4 separate regions of the Mus musculus genome follow, and regions 1, 2 and 3 are each linked to region 4. A link is a contact called in public Hi-C, Micro-C and promoter capture Hi-C data. All regions are on one chromosome and are shown on one strand. Each heading gives the region's core, a stretch centred on a gene start, on an enhancer-like site or on the middle of the called end of the contact. The rest is flanking DNA. Distances are from core to core; before and after follow the strand shown. Region 1 has its middle 35 kb from the start of Gm34848. Region 2 has its middle 17 kb from the start of Gm34848. Region 3 overlaps Dnah12 (dynein, axonemal, heavy chain 12). Region 4 holds the start of Il17rd (interleukin 17 receptor D).

The links. Promoter capture Hi-C pulls out the DNA fragments that hold promoters and counts their contacts. A called contact is a pair of places that touch in the nucleus more often than the background predicts.
Region 1: a contact with region 4 is called in a Hi-C map of the N1E-115 cell line, with 2.6 times the contacts expected there. The contact joins the enhancer-like site here to the promoter of Il17rd in region 4. A contact is called at or near these places in 3 of 484 Hi-C or Micro-C datasets (the N1E-115 cell line, embryonic stem cells and uterus), 2 of 115 datasets of contacts at active chromatin or transcription factors (embryonic stem cells and memory CD8 T cells) and 1 of 9 other capture datasets (pancreatic islet).
Region 2: a promoter capture Hi-C map of trophoblast stem cells shows a contact between it and region 4, with 2.3 times the contacts expected there. The contact joins the enhancer-like site here to the promoter of Il17rd in region 4. A contact is called at or near these places in 1 of 39 promoter capture datasets (trophoblast stem cells), 1 of 484 Hi-C or Micro-C datasets (embryonic stem cells) and 1 of 115 datasets of contacts at active chromatin or transcription factors (embryonic stem cells).
Region 3: a Micro-C map of embryonic stem cells shows a contact between it and region 4, with 2.3 times the contacts expected there. The contact joins the enhancer-like site here to the promoter of Il17rd in region 4. A contact is called at or near these places in 3 of 484 Hi-C or Micro-C datasets (the G1E-ER4 cell line and embryonic stem cells) and 2 of 115 datasets of contacts at active chromatin or transcription factors (both in embryonic stem cells).

Annotation. Positions count from the first base shown.
Region 1 is chr14:27,229,254-27,232,364 of GRCm38.p6, forward strand. It overlaps a transcript of Arhgef3 not described here. Among named protein-coding and RNA genes, the nearest start is that of Gm34848, 35 kb to the right of the region's middle. Within about 2 kb of position 1,713, at least 163 of the 459 cell types and tissues checked have an H3K27ac peak or open chromatin away from gene starts, as enhancers often do. A contact at or near this core is called in the N1E-115 cell line, memory CD8 T cells, pancreatic islet and 1 more, where this site is marked.
Region 2 is chr14:27,247,809-27,250,841 of GRCm38.p6, forward strand. It overlaps a transcript of Arhgef3 not described here. Among named protein-coding and RNA genes, the nearest start is that of Gm34848, 17 kb to the right of the region's middle. Within about 2 kb of position 1,538, at least 55 of the 459 cell types and tissues checked have an H3K27ac peak or open chromatin away from gene starts, as enhancers often do. A contact at or near this core is called in trophoblast stem cells, where this site is marked.
Region 3 is chr14:26,866,364-26,869,648 of GRCm38.p6, forward strand. It overlaps Dnah12 (dynein, axonemal, heavy chain 12), which reads left to right. Exons shown (of 75, transcript NM_001370884.1): 63 at 2,411-2,555. Among named protein-coding and RNA genes, the nearest start is that of Asb14, 27 kb to the right of the region's middle. Within about 2 kb of position 1,463, at least 18 of the 459 cell types and tissues checked have an H3K27ac peak or open chromatin away from gene starts, as enhancers often do. A contact at or near this core is called in embryonic stem cells, where this site is marked.
Region 4 is chr14:27,037,282-27,040,463 of GRCm38.p6, forward strand. It overlaps Il17rd (interleukin 17 receptor D), which reads left to right and starts at 1,720. Exons shown (of 13, transcript NM_134437.3): 1 at 1,720-1,948. The coding sequence starts at 1,823.

The DNA.
Region 1 (3,111 bases), core at 463-2,962, 190 kb after region 4:
CTGGAGTACCAGGTTCAAAGTTCCACCAGCTGTGACACAATTGGTCCTCGTTCACCTGGTGTCTGTGGGAGCACTGTGGTGAGAAGCACCATGATGCAAATCCACGTTAAGTTTTTGTTCATCTCTGGCAAGCCTAGCTCTTGGGACAACTCCTTTAACCTTTCTGAGCCTAGAGAGTGTCAGTAACCTCTATGAAATCACTGAGTAGCCTGGAATCAAGGGAACTTCGCCTGCCGTCTGGCGAGTAGAAGGTCCCCAGGCAGTGGTGTTTGCTACTGTCATCTGAAATGAATTAATCACAGGATGTGGTAAGTTCTGCAAAGGAAATCAACAGGTATCTTGACAGGGAACTAAGAGCTGGGGTGGGGAGCAAAGTCCTTTGGACAGCCTGGTCTGTCTGTTGGTCGGTCGGGGCCTCCCATGAGTTGATGTTACACAGTGAGGATGCTGCCTGCTCTGTGACGAGCTGGGGTGGAGTTTCCTGAAGAGGAATAGCAGGTGCACAGACCCGGAGACAGGAAGGAGCCTGATGAGAAACAGGCCGTGTGACCTCAGATTGGGGGCTGGGGCTGGGGGTGGGGGTGGGGAAGGAAGGCAGAAGAAGATAAAGTCCAGGAGGAATCAGAGACCAACCGATACAGGGCATAAGGTCAGGAGGCAGTGTAAGTGTGAGAGAAGCCATTCCATACTGGAGCTCAGAGCTACTCTGTGCTCTTAACTTCGGGACTGCCTCACAGAACTGTGTTCAGGAACTAGCCCCTTAGCAAGAGATGTAGTTCTGTTAAATAGAAAGTGAATTCACGGTTGGTCGCTCGCTCGCTCGCTCGCTCACAGAGACTGGGAAGGATCAGGAAATCAGGAACAGCCCCAGATAACACCACTAACAATTGTCCTAAGGACACCTGTCTCTGGGTGGGGAAGATGTCACTTTTATAACCCCGGCCCTGACAATAAAACATAGCTTCCAATCTGCCCTCACAACCCCTGCTAACGATGATCCCCTATGACCCCCACACAACTAGCCCTGCAGTGTCCTGGCTGCCCCGCCTCCCAGCTCCTGACCTAGGCCTCCGATGGCAGTACCTAATTGGCTGAGCCTGGCTAGTACTCCGGTGCTCTGGCTTCAAGGAAGGCTGGGAAATGAGTGGGCAGTGTTTGTCTTCTTTAGTAGGACTTGGGCTCTGGTTTCTGAGCTGGGGGCTCCCCAGGCCCAGGAAGGGAGTTCAACTATAGGGCAACCCCACACACGCTTGGCTGTTAGAGATGTCCCAGGCCTCGCCGGTCAGCCTGGAAACACGTGTTCTCTTGAGTGTGCACTTAGTGTGTGGCGGGGCTCTGAGAAGAGTTTTGGCTGCTTTCTTCCTGGCCGATGATAATTTAAAAAACAGCCCTGACTCTGGAGGCAACCATTTCTCTCTGGTATGAGAGGTCAGGCTCCGTGTTTTTAAAAATCCGTTCACTGCGTGCAGGTGTATAGTGTTTGGGTAACTTGTTTCCCTGTGTTTATCACAGATCTGCATTCCTCATGGAATGCCCTGGCTATTGTCAGCCCTCATAATTGGTTCGTGTTCCAGCCGCTCCAGCCGCAGCATGGGCTGTATTGTCTATTTGCAGTTCTTCAGCAGAGTTTATTGTTTATGTATGTGGTCTCCAGGAAGCTGCATTCGGAAATCTCTGCCTCACCAGGAAGTCTCTCTTAAAGAGGCAGCGTCCTGGGAGAGGCCTATGTGGGAGCAGGTGCTAGGCCTCCAGTAAGGACGGCATTATCCCTTGTGTAGACACTTAGACCTCTCCCCAGCATCCGGCTGGTGTGCTGTTTCCCAGTATTGGTGACTCCTTTACAATTCTGATTTAAGGAGGTGAAAGTAGCAATTTTTATTCTTCAGATGCACCCAATCACACATTTTAAAAAGGAGAAAAGTACTTTACTGTTAGACTATCAGGGTGCTGTGCATCATGGAGACAGAGTGCATCTTAATATCTTGGTATTTTCTTGAGGATGTTTTTGTAGAATTCTTGAACTCTTCAGATGGACACAGTGATGAATAAATATGGGTGCCCAAAAGGTCGAGGCAGGAGAATTCCAAGTGCAAAGCCATGCTGGGCTATCACATTAGACCCCACCACAAACAAGCAGATCAGAATCAAACAGAATTTAAAAGAGGATACATTTTCTTCACTTTGAAAAGAAGTAAAAATATTTTTTTTTAAAAGTAACAGAAATATTTAAACCTATACAAAAATAGAATGTGAGGACCCCTGGTGTCCTTACACGGTTTGCTCTGCCTTCACACACGTCAGTCAGTGTCCTGTAGGACTTCCCACACGTTGTTGAGAAAGGAAGGCACCATTACATGTGTTCTACACATGAGAAAACTCAGGTTGCAGAAGTGAAGTGTCTTACCAAGCAGTACCGGGCCCAGCCCATCACATCTTACTGCTTTTCCTAGCCCTGGCAGGCGGCTGTAGCTAAAGTTACTATAGGGAGGGAGGGGCTGAGGAGATGGCTCAGTGGGTAAAGGCGAGGGAGCCTGACTGCCCCGGTTTCGTACACAGAACCCACATTATGGAGGAAGGAGAGAAGTGATTGCCCTATGTGGGTCAAGGAACACACACACATGAAAGAAATGCCCTGATTGTTTTAAGTATACCTGAAAAAACGGAGGAGAAACTTTGTAGTAAAAATGACTTTTGCTTTGTTACATAGTTTGACCCAGAACATTAAAACGTAAAGTTGTTTTTCTGACCTAAGCAAATTTCTTCTTAAAAATCCTCCTGGTTATTATTATTCAGTAGAAGCTTCAAAAATGCCATCCTCACCCCCACGTTCGGCCTTTCCACTCGTAACTTGATTTGGCAGTAGACTGACAAATAGTAAGTGCCATTTCCAAGTAAGGAAGTTCTCTGGCTGATAGAGATCAGCTCCATTCGTGTAAACCTTTTCTCTTCCAAAGAACCGAGCGGAGGTCAGTAACCCGCAAGGGGTTCACTTTTAACGGCGAGGCTAACCAAGAGGACTTGACAGGCCTTGGAAGAGCTGCATGGAGGAGGCTCGTGTTCGAAGATAGAAATCAAAAGGGCCGCTTTGCAAAAGCTCCCGCACGGGCAAGA
Region 2 (3,033 bases), core at 288-2,787, 210 kb after region 4:
CTGACTCACATGGAGGGCAGCAGCCACAAATGTGGCATTGAACATTTGAAACTGGCTAGTGCAGTGAAGGAGCTGGGCACATTTTTTCTTTCTTCGTTTTACTGGATTAGATTATAGATCTGAATGGCTGCATGTACTTCCTGACTACTATATAGTATAGCAGAACTCTAGAGGTTTCACCTCAGAAGAATGTCAATTTAAACCGGACCAAACTCTCATTTCTCACTTTGAGACTTGGTGGGGATTTTAAATATAGATAACACTGTGGGTGAGAATGGCAGGCTGGTCCATACTTTGGTCGGCAGGAGTATGAATTGCAGTGGGCTCTCCCGGTATAGTCTGGCAGGGCTAAGCACTTAGCCTGGATATTACTGCAGTGTTCTGTCTTGCACAGGGACTGATCATGTAGACCATCTTCTGTAGCCACAAACATGTCAGCTAGTGCAGATTTCAGTGAGTAAGTGCATTAGAAATCTGCGTTGTTGGGCGGGGCATGGTGGCACCCATTACTCAGGAGGCAGAGGCAGGTGGATCTCTGAGTTCCAGGCCAGCCTAGCCTACAGAGTGAGTTCCAGGACAGCCAAGGCTACATAGAGAAACCCTGTCTCAAGCACTTACATGTGTGCGTGTGTGTGTGTCTGTGTGTGTATCTGTGTGTGTGTGTATCTGTGTGTGTGTGTCTGTGTGTGTATCTCTGTGTGTGTGTGTGTCTCTGTGTGTGTGTGTGTCTCTGTGTGTTTGTGTGTCTGTGTGTGTATGTCTCTGTCTGTCTGTCTGTGTGTGTATGTCTCTTTGTGTGTGTGTGTGTGTATGTCTCTGTGTGTGTGTATATGTCTGTGTGTGTGTGTGTGTGTGTGTATGTCTCTGTATGTGTATATATGTCTGTGTATATGTGTGTGTGTGTGTGTTTATGATTTGCAGCTACTGAAGAGATGAAGCCATCTGTGTTGGCTTGATGGTTTGTTAGCATGGAAGGTTTTCAAGCTACAGTAGAAGGGCTGCCACTATTTGGGTGAATTGCTTGCGGCTTTATGTTGAAGCAACTCTGGAAGAATTTGGAAGGAACTCACTGCAGAGGTTGTCTCCCAGGAGAGAACAGGACAGCTGGGGTAGGAGAGAGGTGTCCCTGTCATTGTATGCTATGTATTACAACTTAATCCCATGCATTTGGCCAAGCAGTATGGCTCACACCTGTAATCTCAGAGGCAGAAGATTAGGCAGTCAAGAGTTCAAGACCAGCCTGGACTATATGAAACTATGTCTCACCCTTTTCCCTTGGGTGGGCAGGGACCCAAAATGGTTAGCAAAAAATGCCCCAACACCCCAATGCATTGTATTATCTATTAAAAATATAAATATCTTTTTCATATTTTTAAATATGAAAGGAGAAAACTTGGAGTGACTCAGGGAGGGTTTCTAAACCAGGACCCACAGACTGAGTCATAAAAGATGCATGGGAGGCCTAGCAGGAGGAAGGCTGGGCCTAAGTCATGGGTGTGTGGTAGGTTCCATGATAAGTCATAGGTGTCACCGTAGACACCCAGTGGTGACAGATTTTAGACACAAGCCTGATTGGGCATTTGGCAGATTGAAGTTTGTGAGTCATAGGTGGTTTGAAGGAAGTGGAAGCAACATGTTTATATCTGTGAGAAAGCTCTTCAGGACAGTGAAAAGATTGTGCTCTGAGGACTCCTGGGGACTGCCAAACCCTAGAGCAGTGGTTCTCAACCTTCCTCACACTGCGGTCCTTAGATACATTAAATTATTCTGTTGCTACTTTATAACTGTAATCCTGTTACTGTTATGAATCATGATGTACATATCTGATATGCAGGATATCTGATTTGTAACCCCTGTGACAGGGTCCTTTACCACTGCCCCCCACACCTACACACAAAGGGGTCTCAACACACAGGTTGAGATCCACTGCTCTGGAGGCAGTAACTCAAGGCTAACTATAAAACAGGCTTTCTTCCTGTCTGTTGGCCAGAATGCAGTGCTCCAGTGGATGAACCCAGGAGCAGATCTGTGATTCCAGCATCTTTTTACAGGCCAGGCAGAAAGGAGAGTTGCTCTCTGAGTGTAGCGTGTGTCCCTAAAGGTGGGGTGCTGTGGTGCTGGCCGCACATTTGCAACTTAACTGGAAGCTGAGAACACCCCCAGCATCTCTGGTCCTCTTTCAGTTTTATGTGAGAGACCCTGCAGGCATGAGTGATATCCTGTTTTAATTCCTCCCTTCCAGTACCTCACCTCTCTTTGCCTTAATGAAACGTGTGTGTGTGTGTGTGTGTGTGTGTGTGTGTGTGTGTGTGCATGCAACAGGAAATATGTTCTCTATTCTGGTTCCCTGAGTGAAGAAGGAATATAAAAATTGAGATACTATATTTCCTTTAGATAGAATTTCTCTTTGAGCTGGTCTTAGATGCTTGTAGGCCATTCCTAAAGAATAAATCATACCTTGTCTAATGCCCGACGTGAGCTTGGGGAAAGGCCCCAGCCTGAGGCATTGAGGCTTCTGTGAGCCTGAAGCCAACCTGCAGCCAGTATAACCTGACTGGAACCTATTCCCAGCGAGGTCACGTGCTTGGTCTATTCTACTTTAGTTGTCTTGAGACGTCATCACTTTGGGGCCAAAGGCTCCATGCTTTCACTTTGCTCTGCTTCCTGCAGATTTAGGTCTCATCTTGTCTGAAGCATCCTTGCGTCTCTTTACCAACACAAGCAGGGTTCTGGAAGTTTCCAACGTCCACAGGAAAGCTTGTGGGCGTGACTTCAAAGCCTCTCTTCCAGATCTACCATAAACAGATATCCCTTTTGTGGTCTGTTCAGTACACACACACACACACACACACACACACTGCTGGTAGAAGGATTATTGTTATTGGCAATTTTGAGGTAAGTGGAGAACCTCAGGCTTTTCCTGAAAGTTTTCCAGTCTCTGTCAGCCTCCTTGCCTTTCCTCTCCCAGCCAGCAGTGTCCTTGGCCACGTGCTATCGTATGAGAAGGAGATGCTAGAAGCCATCTGGTTCAAA
Region 3 (3,285 bases), core at 213-2,712, 170 kb before region 4:
AGGCAGGAGCTTAGCATAAAGAGAGAGGGCAGGGTCCTGCACAGCAGAAGCAGGGCCCAGGGAACAGGCTGCTGCTGACGGAGTGGCCATGGGGGATTTTATCCGGCTTGTAGAAGAAACTGGGGTGAGGCACTGGGGTTGAGGGGCTCAGTCTCCTCAGCCTCGGTGCTGTCCAGATGCTCTCAGACTTCAGTCACGACCTCACAAAGTTTCCAGGCAAAAATGTGCATTTAGGAGAAAAGATAGAGACCAAAGCAAGACAAAAAGCCCAGCCTACTTTTCCTGCCATTTCTAGCTTCTGGCCAGAACAGAACCAAAGCTGTTTCCAGCTTCCGCCCAAGCAGAGGAACCAAGGTCCCTGTTCTACGGCACCCACCAATCCCTGTTTCACCATGCAGCCCGGTCCTCATGTGCCTCCATCTGGGAGGCAGGAGTTCATCCCGCTGAGGCTCTGTGCCTCCAAGGCACAGAAGGTGACTGCGGGTTTAGAACTATAACTCACGTCTGCGCTTTCTGCCTTGAAGCGTTGACGTAGGGTTAGACGGACACTGTGAGTTACTTACAGGAAGATCTGCAGAAGTAATTAGGTGACCCAAAGTAAAAGAGACAGGCATAATAAACTGAAGGCAAGATATTTATTGTGACTAAGTTAGGTTACTTAGGCCCAAGTGGGGAGTCAATAGATTCTCAAAATCAGTTTCCAAGGGTCTTTTTCATAAACGTTTCACAGGTTATCGCTCCTGCATTATAAGAAATCAAAGCAACTTTTATTTAACCCTGTATCCTTGAAGCTAACATTTAAGTCACCATAATAGAAACACAACCTGTTATACTTTACATTCTGGAAGGTAACAACATCACAGGTAGAGGTGTTCTGTCTGCTCACAACCTCCTATTCCCAACACAGAGCTTTCCAACAGCCTCTGACAGCAAGAAGGCTCAAACCTTGTGGGCAAAAGAATCAGAGTGGGCTGTTGGTAGCTGTTAACTCAGTGGCAGCAACAGCTAGAAGCAACCAAACACACAAACGAAAAACTTCGGCCGAGTGAACGCCCCCTAGTGGGAAACAGCGGGCAGCCTGAGAGAAGCACCCTGGCAACTGGAACTTTTTAACAAGGGAAGTGTTAACAAGTTTAACAAGGAGCACTTGCTGACCTCAGAGTGTGTCCCCCTCCCCTAGGTTCAATTTCTCTTCCCTGATTGGACCTATTTTCTTCACTTCATTTGCATGCCTGCATTCAGCTGGCATCCTATGACTTTAAGCTTCAGAACGCAGGCCGAGGCCGGATTGAGCAGGCTGCCTATTGCTTATGGCCTTTGTACTGGGACAACCGATCCCTAGACCCAGCCCCCCCAGGACTCATCTTTTACCACAGGCAAAGGGGACCTGTTCCTAACTCAGACTTAGATGGTAATTCATTCCGCAAGCACTTTCCAGTCTTTGTTTCTGAGACCTGCTGGTCTGGACACGCCCAGACCGGCAGCTTGCTCTCACATCTGCTCTTGGTTTCTAGAGCCATGACACTTCTCAGACCTGAAATGGTCTCGCTGCTGCTGGAAGTTCAAACCCACTTCATTTAAATCCTAAATGGCAATCTGTTTTCAGTTGCTTTACCCTGTTTTAAGGTTTTTAATCCCCAGCTAGCAGTAAAGTACCTGACGGTGATCTGCTAGTACAACAGAGCGCTGGCATCCAAGTGACCCAGTAACACCCAGAACACGGAATGTATTTCAAGTTGATGAAACAGAGGCGTTGACGTTCGTGTGTAATGAACATAGAGACCTTTAGGCAACTGATAGCCTCGGAGTCTCTTCTTTGTGGCAATGTCTGTCAGTGTGAGGTAAAACTGGTCCCTTACCAGAACAGAGAGGCCTGGGATCTGACCCTGGGCCTTTCTAACTCAGAGCATATGGACTAGTCATTGATGACAATGGGAAAAAGAAAAAAGCTTCGGTTGTTTTTCTGCCCATCTCTCTCCATTTCTTCATACATGGTGCTCTTCTTTTGTGGAGATACTAAAATGCTTATATCAGAGAGCAAGAAAAAGAGGCCTGTCTTTTCAGGACTGAAACAACCCTATGGTGCATTTGGCAGGAAACAACTCACCGCTGAATGAAGTCAGCCGTGTCTGTCACCCCCGGGGCCAGCGTCCTGCAGGCTGTAGGAGACCCAGGCCCCAACTCTCACTACAACTCTGCTGCCTGGTCCAAGGGTCCCAGCTTCTGTTCCCTCTCCTCCAGAAACTTCTCTCTGTGTGTTCCTAGATGGAGCACATTCTCTGCCTTCCTCAAGAAACTCTCCTGCAGTCTAGTGACTTTAACAAGGTCCCCTGGCTGCCTTATTCCTTCCCTTGCTCAGTCATCTCTTAGAATATTTCTCAGTGAAAACGCAATCATTTTTTTCTACTAGGGAGCATTTTTGTAATTACATATATTTGTGGGAGGAAATCTATGACAGCAAAGAGCCGCACAATATGAAATTTCCAGAACCAATGGATAAGACGCTGAACGAACTGCAGAAAATAATAATTCTTCGATGTCTAAGGCCTGATAAGGTAAAAAAAAAAAATTGAAATCCAGATAAAATGCGGTCTATGATGTACCAGTCCTAAATACAACAGCTTCATGTTACATAATGACACTGTAGTCTAGGAAGGGCCCCTTAACTGTGAAAATGGTGGAACTGGAATCTCAGTCTTGCTCTGTGGCTGTACTGAAAATGTTGAGACAGAAAAAGGCAAAGGGAAGTGGAATTTTTTTTTTTTTTTTTTTTTACAGTTCTAGCCAGAGTTGAAAGACTAAGGGGGAAAACTCGAGTTTCTGGATCTTGTTATAGAAAATGCGATCTCAGCAATGAGGAGTCAGGAGAACCACTATGCAATCCATGCTAGCTTGGACCACAGAGGGAGACCTTGTTTCATAAATCCTAAATAAAATTTTTAATATTTAAATGCAGAAAGCATATAGAATTAGGATGCTGTACAATGTCTATATAAGCTACATGTTTAAAAGTTTGAAAGTTGTATAAGCTTATAAAGCTAAGAAGCTATAGTAAACTAAGGGTAATTTCTTCTTGAAGAACAAAAGACTCCTGAACTGGCCCAATAATATTCTTCTGGACACACCCATTTGCTTTGCTGGTGGGCTCTCTGGTGGGCACTAGAGTCAGTCCTCTGCCTTGTGGAGTTACTGCTTTGTCCTGTGTGTTTTGAAGGCTGAACTCACATATCATAGAACTGACTCCACTAGAAAACTCAGTATTTGTTAACTTGTTAGGGTCACCCT
Region 4 (3,182 bases), core at 470-2,969:
GGCTACATCCCAAGAGCCTGGGGTGGGGAAGAGTCTTAGGCCAGGGTAGAAAGCTTGCCTAGCGTCCTGAGTCCTTACCACCACCACAAAGAAAACTAGTCTACTAACAACAACAAAAGCCTTGCAATAAATATGACCTTAAAGGGTAGAGAGAGAGGCCCGAGAGTTTGGCTCAGGGGTAGAGGGGTTTGGTTGCCCTGCACACAGAGGGGCCTTAGTTTGATCCCCAGTACTGAAAAAAAAAAAAAATCACACACACACACATCTATTACTAAGTTTAGTTTTATTTAGAACTTTAGTAGGGTTTGAGGTTTTTCCTTTTTTTAAAAAATGATTCTTGGATTCTAGTCATTAAAACCTGTGTTCAATTCATAACAACCACATTATGGCTCACAACCATCTATAATGGGAATCAGATGCCCTCTTCTGGCCTGCAGGTGTTCATGCAGATAGAATGCTCACATAAAACATAAAACAATAAAATAAAATTTAGAGAGAGAGGGAGATAAACGTGTGGGGGTATTTTAAAATCACTGATTATAACAAAAACACTGGGCCTGGATTGATTAGTAAGTTATGGAACACATCAAGGCAGGAGTGCATGTAGATTAAGGAGCCAATAACCTCATGGTTGTCTTAGTTTTTCACCAAAAGCTAGGTCATCCATCCTGACAATATCTCAGTCTGTGGCAGCTCTGAGCCTGGACAGCCTTTGCTAAGGGGACTTTGAATGCCTAGAGTTTAAAGGAGCGTGGGAGAAAAGCTCTGACTTGCAGATTCTTGCAAGGAGCAGTGTGCTTCTTGCATCTACTCAGAGAAAGCTCATCTGGAAGGGCAGTCTTCTGTGGACCTCGTGACCCCACGATGAGGACAGGTGCCTACCCACTGTGGCTGTCTTAGGGTTTTCCATTGCTGTGAAGAGACACCATGGCCAAGGCAACTCTTTTTTTTTTTTTTTTTTTTTGAGACAGGGTTTCTCTGTGTAGCCCTGGCTGTCCTGGAACTCACTCTGTAGACCAGGCTGGCCTCTAACTCAGAAATCCACCTGCCTCTGCCTTCCGAGTGCTGGGATTAAAGGTGCGCACCACCACCGCCCGTCTTGACTCAATCTTTATCTTTTTTTTCATAACTGTCGATTTGTCCATCCAGCAAGGCTATGTGACCTTATGAAAGTCAGTTCGTGGTTGTAGCCTTTATTGATTGCTTCCTACATGTTAACAGAACTCTCCCTGGATGAAGAGTCTTGTTCTTCATTTCGTCTTACTGGGAACAGCACTTTGGAGGAAGCAAATAATTTGTCCTGGGTCCCAGGAGTAAATGTAGAGACAGGATTTCCCTAGAGGCTTTATTATGACATTTCCTTGTCATTTCATTGGTAGGGTGCAAGAAGGAACTTGACATTTGAAAAGCAAGTACTTATTAAATCATTAATTTTAAAATTACTATTATTATATTCTTTGATTCGCCCCAAGTTTTTGCATGGAGAAGTCATTTGGACAAATCCTTTGGATTAAAAAAAAAAAAAAAATCCCTTAGTGCTGAACCTCCTGCTGTGTCAATCTCCGGTGGAAGCCAGAGTCTCCTGTGCATTGGGGCGGGGCCAAGACCGAAGGGCCGGGCTACAGGATCAGAACCAGGACGGAAAGCTGAGATTGAGGGCGGAACCTGGAGGAAAGAGGAGGGGCGAAGCCCGGCAGCGCATGCCCGGTGAGGGCTGCCAGCCTCGGCCGCCGCCGCTACCGCCGCCGCCCACTCGGGACTAGAGAGCGAGCTACAGGCAGCAACCTAGCGGAGACCGGCCCAACTGGGCGAGCGTACGGCCATGGCCCCGTGGCTGCAGCTCTGCTCCTTCTTCTTCACTGTCAACGCCTGTCTCAACGGCTCGCAGCTGGCAGTGGCCGCGGGCGGCTCCGGCCGCGCGAGGGGCGCGGACACCTGTGGCTGGAGGGTAAGGCGAAGGCTTCTCCGGGTTCCAGGTTACCTGGGGGCGCGCCGCGCGCACAGGTGTTCGCGCGCAGGCGAGCGGGGACCGCGGGGATCGCTGGACGCCGGATCCGCGAGCAACGGGGTTCTCAGCTTTTCTAGCCGCTCATCCTGCGTCTGGATCCCCGGGCGCGCGTCTGCAGGTCCCGGACAGGATGAAAGGGGCCGCCGACCCCTGGCTTTGTGTTGTTAATGAGGCGCGGCCGCTGGCTGGGGTCCGACTCCTGAGGGCGGGTGGCTGGGCGGAGAGGCGGGGGCCGTGCGCCCCACCCTTTGTTCCCGGCCCTCTGCCCGGGGGATTGGGATCTTCCGGGCAGTGCGCAGGACCGGTGCACTTCGGAGCCGGTGTGGGGTTCGTGCCCTGGACCTCCAGTCCACAGCTCTGCGAGGGCCCAGGGCAGCCAGGGAAGGGTGTCTGGAGTGCTAGGGAAGGATGCCCCCCCTTTCTCGCAGTTGCTTTGTTTCTTTTAGGCATCGCCGTCACCTAACTTTTACCCAATCGCCGATTCCGAACTTTTTGAGAAACAGCCTTTCGTCTAGCTAATGGTCCCCTACCCTACTCCCTACCCCCACGACCCAGCTTGAGTTGAGGATGTTTTTGTGGTCAAAGGGCAGCGAAAGTTTGCTCCGCCAGGTGTCCCAGACCTGAGACCATGGTGGCTTCCAGACTTTCTTTGGGAACTTGAAAGCCTTCTTCCCAGAGCTGAGTGTTCTTTTGATGCTGTCTAGATAGTGCGGTCCTCTGGTTTGCGGACTTTGAACCTCCCACAGAGACAAGGGTGCTGCGAGTCAGTCCACACACACCTTGAACCCTATTGTGAGAACACAGGCTTTGCACTCCAGCAACCAGGAGCTTGTTTTCCTCACCTAGAAAGAAGGAAGAGGGGGTGGGGGTGGGCGTGTTGTTACTGATTTCCCCAGGGCGCAGGGGATACACTGGGGCAGTTTACTTAGACCGACGGTGACTTACGTTTTTCGATGGAAAAGTCTGTTCAGTCTCAGTACAGACAAGACCCAGGACGCGACACCTCTTAGGGATACTTGGCTCACTTGCTTCTCTCTTAGAGGGAATCCCGGTTCAGAAAACCAGGTATGAGCCAGGCAGCTATGGTTCTTTCACGTTTCGTGAACGCCGTTACTTCTTCCCGTTTAAGTAAAACCTCACCATTTCTTACTGTGTTCCATTGCAGTAAAACATC